2 separate regions of the Triticum aestivum genome follow, and region 1 is linked to region 2. A link is a contact called in public Hi-C data. All regions are on one chromosome and are shown on one strand. Each heading gives the region's core, a stretch centred on a gene start, on an enhancer-like site or on the middle of the called end of the contact. The rest is flanking DNA. Distances are from core to core; before and after follow the strand shown. Region 1 has its middle 4.0 kb from the start of LOC123092988. Region 2 has its middle 160 kb from the start of LOC123132713.

Region 1 (3,567 bases), core at 709-3,208, 490 kb before region 2:
TTACATAAAATTTCATTGTATTAAGAAAAATGTTCATTGTATATTATGAAAATTGTTCACCTTTGCATATAAAAATGTTCGTCGTGTATCATAAAAATGTTCATCGTATATTACGAAAATTTTCAACGTTTTTACTAAATGTTGAATGCGTATTCAAAAATTGTTTGACACATATATTCATATTGTTTCAAAAATGTTCATCGTCTATTATTTAAAATGTTCAATGGATATAAAAAATGTTCAGGATACAATTGTTCACTATGTTGTTAATTTTGTTCAGTATATATTACACAATGTTCAATGTGTATTCGCAAATTGTTTAACATATTTTCACAAAATGTTCAGTACGTGTCCGAAAATTCTATGTATGGTGAACAATATTCAAATACACGTAGAACATTTTTTTTAAATATGATGAACTCCTTTTGAATGCATGCTGAACAAAATTTCTATACATGATGAACATTTTTTATACACACTGAACATTTGTCAAAGTTCATCAAATTTGACAATAGTTCATCAATTTTGAAAGAAAGTTCATCGATATGAAATAAAGTTACAAAATTGAAAAAAAATCTCGCGCTTAGCAGAAAAGAAGAAAGAAAGAAAAAGAAAGAAAAAGAAAAGAAAAACAGAAAAAAAACTCTTTCCACGAAAACAGGAAATAGAAAAAGATTAAAAGCCTGTCAGTTAACACGAATTGGTAGGTTAGCCGAGTGGTTTGGCCAACGCTTCTGTAGTCGTGTCCCTTTGGTTCGAAACATGGTTCTCACTAGAAAGTTTTTTGCGTTTTCAAAAACAGAAAAAAGAAGTGGGCCGGCCCAGTGCGGCGGGAGGGTGTGCGCCCGATTGCATATATGCCTAAAATGGGCGCTTAAGGCACAGACACCCACTCGGCTACTCCAGACTCCTATGCGTAAACGCAACCAAGAAAAAGCCCGGTCAATTTGATGGGCTGGTATCAAAAAAGAAGATGTTGGATGGGCTGGTCGAGGCGGCACTATTGCACGGCACGACGCCGACGTGTAGTGCGCAGGAGCAGTACGCACCGGGTTCCGACGCTTTCGGCACAAAGAAGGTTGTCCGGTCGGCGGATCACCTCCACGTCCTGGTAACATGTTTTGCACGAGCTATAATTATTGGATAGAGATCAAGTCGACCAACAATCGGATTCTATTGCCATCCACCCAACGTGGCCCGACATGGATCAACATGCAGGATTTTGTGTGCTTATTAAAAGTACTCTATGTTTATCTGTATTTTTCGAATGAAATGCTCCTCGTATGCACCTTGTGTGCGGGGAGGTACAGCAGGCAGTAGCACAGGTCTATCTTGGCAGCGGAGATGCACTGGCTTCTCAAAATGCAGGCAAATCGGATGAATTGGGCTCGGTCTGAGAAAAAGAGAAGAAAAATTCTTGTCGTCCTCTCTCCTCCGGGGGCCAAGCCTCGGGACCGAGAGAGAGATTCTGGGACACCTCACGCAGCAAGACCCGCACCCGCACCAGATCACCCAGCAAGCGAGGCGAGTACACACAGTGGCATCGCCGATGGAGCACATCGCAGGGCCAGGGCAGGACGGACGATGCGCGCGCTGTGGTCCAGGCCATGCGCGGGGGCCACGAGCGAGCGAGCGGGCAGCCGCAGTGACGATGCCTGATCAGATCGCCCACCCCCGTCCATCCGTCCGTCCCAGCTTTCTCGCCCTCTTTTCTTTCCTCGTGCCCGTGGAAGCATCTTTCCTTGACAGCTAACGACTCGGGGGCACCGATCCAAGCAGATACGCATGGCCGTGGGCCGGGAGGACGGACGGGCGCGGCAACAAGAGGACAAGACCAGATTCTGATCTCCACACGCCTGCTGCCTGCTCCTTCAGCCACCACCACCACCAGAGACGAGCGAGCGAGACCCGGGGTGGGCCTGCCTCTGCCTATCACACACCACTGCTCGGTGCTGCCTGCTGGACTGGACTGCCACCGATCCCGTTGCCGTCGGCTTCGGGGCCTGCACGGCCCGCCCGTACCGTACCGTAGGTTGGGTGCTGCCGTGACGCCACAGTTCTCTCCGACACCACACTGTACGTCCGTGCGTGCACCTTCCGGGGCACGTACTCCTCCTACCCTGTGCATGATTTGGGTCGAGTCAAGAGAGGGCGCACCGAGCGCGAGCGGCATCTCGACCGGGATCACCATCGAGTTGCCCGGATTCCAGCTTCTTCTTACTGATGGATTGATAAAGCAGCGGAGCCAATACTAAAGTCTGATTCTCTCGGAACTTGCACGCTCATCGTGTCATGTAGTATCAACTAGGCTGGTCACAATGGGGAGGAACTTAGGAGTAACATCACACACTCCAATACAACTTTGCTTATGTGGCACATATTTAATGAAGAGAGAGGTGCTTGTGGTAACTAGCTAAGTTACCGGAACATCACACACTCCAAGAAACAACGAGTCTATAACCTAATAAATACATCTTTGCATGACACTACATAGATGTTCCTACTCACTATGGAGGTAGTAACATAGTCTAGGGAAGTGTGTAAGTTACTAGCTTATGTTCTTGCCCATTGTGACCAGCTTATTCACACGTAAGGCCAACTCCACCGCACGACCCCAAACGGACGTCCGAATTGGCCGGATTTTGTCCCTTTGGGGCGCCGATGGGTACGCCCGTGTCCGACTGTGTTCATTGGGTTGTGCGTGCGCCCACCGCGCGGCCGCACCCCAAATCACGTCCGTGTCAGAAAAACAATAAAAAAAAGAAAACATAAAAAATGACTAAATAAATAAATAAACTCAGTTTAATAAAAGATAAAACTTAGTTAGGGGGTCCATGGCCACAAAACGGCCCAGTTTCGTCACATTAATAATTAAACATAAAAAAAACGGTCGCTGCCGGCGCGCTCCTGCGCGTGCCCGCCGTTGTCGTCGCCGTGTCGCTCTTCACTGGCCGCCGGTGTCGTCGTCGTCGCTGACGAGGTCGACGTAGGCCGGCGGCGTCCACAGGTGGGCCGGCGGTGCATGCGGTGCCTGGTAGACGGGGGCGGGTTGGACGGCGGGAGGTGCCTGCAACACCTCCTCCCGTGGCGACCCCTCCCACTCCGGTGACTGCGGCGGAGTGGCGCGCCAGTCCACGCCCAGGCCGGCGGCCATCTCCGGAGCAGTGCAGGACCAGGCCCACCCCGTGCCCACCAGCTGCTGGAAGGCGGCCGCCGGCTCCTCCTCCATGGCGTCCTCCCTCCTCTCCTCCGTCAAGGCCGCCATCTGCAGCTCCGGGAAGGCCACGTCGCCGGCGGCAGACAGTGCCATGGCCTCCTCCAAGCCGTCCCATTGCCGCTCGTCGTGCGTGCGCATGGAGTCCTCCATGACACGCTGCACGAGATGGGCTTCCTCCTCCGCCGTCATGCGAGGAGGTGGTGGTGGCGATGGAGACGGCGACGGCGTGGGCGTGAGGCGGCGCACCACCCTACGCCCGCGCTCCTGGGGAGCAGGCCACCGTGGCCCCGTCGACGTGCCGGCGAAATAGGACGCCCGCCGCGCGTCGTGCTCATCGCGGAACCAGGTGT
Region 2 (3,585 bases), core at 656-3,155:
GGCTAGTCATGTCCACCAGCTACAAGAAAACTGGCATCTGCCCAAGAAAAAGTAACCGAATGATAAGTTCAATCAGAGTCATTTGAGGTCATGGCTCTTGTTCTTTTTTTCTGAGCAGCAAGAGCTCATTTTCATATACAAGAAGATAATCAACTACATAGTTAAGGATTCCCTAAAAAAAACTAGATAGCTAAGGAAAAATCGCCAGTAACCGACTAGTATGACTTTTATTTTCCAGCTAATATAACATCGACCTTAGTTAAGTGCATTGAAGTATTGTTATTTTGGCAAATAAAAGTAAATGATAGTATAAAGTTACGGTCAACGTTTGCAAAACAGGGCCAAAGGCAACGGATCGAATAGCTTCCGGTCACAAGAGAGTATACTATTGGCCCAGAGAAGAATCTAGCCATAAGTTTTCATGTGACCACTTTTCCTCCAAAATATATATAGCATATCATTGTCATAAAACAATTTCCGGTCGACGGCGAATCTTCACCTCCCCGATTAAACAAGGCCAAATCGGCACTGTATTTATCTTGACAAGTCATGCGTTGATCCTTTTGTTTGTTCCGCCTTATCATCATGACCATAATTGATTATACAACTCAGGGGAGATCGGGCGTGGCCGTTATTTTAAGAGCTGCTACATGTAGGTACGGCGGTGTTCGTGTTGGGAAAAGCCAGCCATAGATAGATTGATTAACAATCATGCCAACGATTGCTTTGGCAGTGATAAACAAAGCGGAAGCCGGAGATTTCCGGGCTATCAGCTAGCATGAAGATTGCATAATGACAGCGATTCTGTCCGGCGATGGCGACCCTCAGATTCTTTCCATTATATTTCGGTGAGAGGGACATGGTGGCTTTGACGCCGCAGAGCTGTTGGTTTAGCTGCCTGTACAAGGTATTGATGTGGCAGATCTGAACCCTCTCCCCCACCAAACCATCATTTCTTCTATTATCACCTTCACATGTTTTCACTAACAGCAGCAGAATTTTCAGATAGGACAAAACAGGCCTGTCCTGCTTACTATTTCCTCTGTTCACTAAAGTAGTGATCTATACGCTCTTGTATTTCCTTACGGAGGGAGTACTATCTTTATTAAATCATCAAAAATAGAAGCAAAGGATACTAATTTTGTCTTGTGACCAAGCATTTTGTTTTGGTTTGATGCTGTTTAGTATTCCCTAGTTCTCATCTTGTACTAATTGCTAATAATAACTTTGGATTCTTGGCTTTTTGAAGGAGGGCCTAGATCACCGAGATAGAAGTAGCTTTCTGAATTTATATTCTGTCTGCTCTAGGATAGTAGTTATTGGTGGGCACAGCATCTGCAGATTCGTCTAGAAAATCTAACTCGTGAAAAGCAGCTCGCAAATTCCCTGGAGTTAGGCAGGCCCAAAGTAACACGCACAAGTGATCTATCAGTAGTAGCAGCTAAGCTAGGTCCGGTCAAACTGCGGCCACCACTATCTTTCTTTCACCACTGCTGCTTAGGTTCTGCTGATGGAATCATCAATAATAAACTAGAGCAGACATGCTTGCTTTGTGATGCCAAGAAAGTAACATTCCCTTGCTAATCCCGTCTAGTTTAATCCAAAGGCTGGCGCCCCTCTAGAGGAGAGGATAAAAAGTTGACTGGGAGCTAAGCATTGCCTAGCACTCAAGCCACTCTTATTACTAGTGTAGTTGGCAATTGTTAATTACTAGTCACCATCATGGCAAGCAGCTGAAAGCTCTTTCATGGACTGCCCAGGCTTTGCTGCTACCTGCTGCTTGCTTGTTTGTTTGTTCTTCTCAGACTTCCAAGTGGTCCAGATGTGGGTGGTGATGTACTGATGTGAACAGTGACAGCACTTGGTGGTGGGATTTGAATTAGCTCTCACTTACTTGTGCACATCTGCACTTGCTGAGTTTAACTAAAGCAGTGACAGAGATGGCTATAAATCAATCTGGGATGTGGTACACTACAGAGATGGTGAATTCTGGGCTCCAGACGTTGATTAGTCGACTGACCAATGGACATGACTGGAGTGGGTTTTGCTCAACTGTCTTGTTGTGGCCAGTCTTCTGGCATGACAGCATCACCTTTGGATGTTTGTTGCTGACTCAAGTTCCCAACCACAATCAGAACCAGATAGATAACAACTCCATTTCCCAGACAGTGAACCGCTTTTATTCCCTCATGGAACCAGGGGGTAACAGTGGCGCCAAGATCAATCCCAACCCACTCACAAAAGGCCCCAAGGATGTATCCAAGCTGCAAATCCTTGTGCCGCTGTTTCAACAGGAGATGAACTCAGCTCAGCTGGGAAAGGGGAAATAGATAGCTTCCAAGACCAAGAGTCCAAGAGAGAGAACAGCTATTATAGACAGTAAGATATGGTTGCATCACATCAAGGCACATGCTTAGATGTCAACTGGATTTTAGTAAGTACTAGTCCAGCCTGGGCGTTTTTGTGCATCAGAAACCAGAAGATCATATGTTTATTATCACTAACGCCCATTTGATTTCGGCCTATATTAGTACTAGTACAGTTGGTGTCAGGGAAACTTTCTAATGCTGCGTGTCAGCATGTGTGGCGTCAGAGAGCGCACATCCTGATCCAGCTGCTTAGTGGTGTACTGCTGTACTGTTTGTTGTAAGGTCATGCTCCTATTGTCGGTCCAGGATATATATATTCTCCTGGACGGACGCTAATCAACTACTAGTAGCGTTAGAAGAAGAATACTCTAATCACCGTGCCATGCCTCCTCCGTTGGCAGGTTAGCGACCTACCTGCAGCCTGCAGGTTGAAGGAATGGAGAGATAGGGTCGTCACTTGGGCAGGCAGTCCGAAGGAAAAATGATTTCAGAGTGGAAATTCAGTTACTTCTAGGTTCTAGCTCAGTGTGGTTAGCTACATCGGAACAACTCTGCTTGACTAATTCTGTATAATATACTACTATGTGGAGTTCACTTCCATACGGAGGGAGTACATATGTAGCAGGACAGAAGGAAGGTTCAGAGGATCTGGAGGGCGGAGCGCATGCATCCATCATCGTCGCACCCACCCACGCACCAAGATCTTGGAGTAGATCAGGACGTATGCAAACACAGACAAGAGATGCTTCTTGCTGGGGATACATGAACCGGGAGATGCTGCCATTGCATATCTTATTTGGCCCCAGCTCCTCAATCAACACCTATTTTATTGTTCAAGGATCAAGATCTCTCTCACACACACACAAACACACTGTATGATTAGTTAGTGGCTAATTTAATTTGTTTACAACGAACGAATATGTACACACACACTGATACACCTATCCACGAGGCGGGGAGATAAGTTATACTAGTACGGGGCCCCAATCATGGCTGCCATTCCATTGGTGCAGCCGAGAGAATCTGATTGCGTTTTAAAATGCGCGCCACTTGGTGGCAGTGAGCTCATGCCCTAATGCGATCACGGGGGGAGGTGACTAATCTAATCCTGTAGATATGGGCTCAAACTGTTTTTATATGCGTGGGATGTAGAGAATGTGGTGGGGCTGGTTGAGGTTGAGCTTGAGGTCCGCCCCGAATGTGCTGTATCGTAGGT

The links. Hi-C and Micro-C count contacts between places; a contact is called where the count stands out from the background.
Region 1: a Hi-C map of leaf shows a contact between it and region 2, with 6 times the contacts expected there. The contact joins two enhancer-like sites. A contact is called at or near these places in 3 of 5 Hi-C or Micro-C datasets (all in leaf) and 1 of 1 datasets of contacts at active chromatin or transcription factors (leaf).

The regions. Positions count from the first base shown.
Region 1 is chr1B:479,169,147-479,172,713 of IWGSC CS RefSeq v2.1, reverse strand. No RefSeq gene overlaps it. Among protein-coding and RNA genes, the nearest start is that of LOC123092988, 4.0 kb to the left of the region's middle. Within about 2 kb of position 1,958, at least 7 of the 8 cell types and tissues checked have an H3K27ac peak or open chromatin away from gene starts, as enhancers often do. A contact at or near this core is called in leaf, where this site is marked.
Region 2 is chr1B:478,683,586-478,687,170 of IWGSC CS RefSeq v2.1, reverse strand. No RefSeq gene overlaps it. Among protein-coding and RNA genes, the nearest start is that of LOC123132713, 160 kb to the left of the region's middle. Within about 2 kb of position 1,905, at least 1 of the 8 cell types and tissues checked has an H3K27ac peak or open chromatin away from gene starts, as enhancers often do. A contact at or near this core is called in leaf, where this site is marked.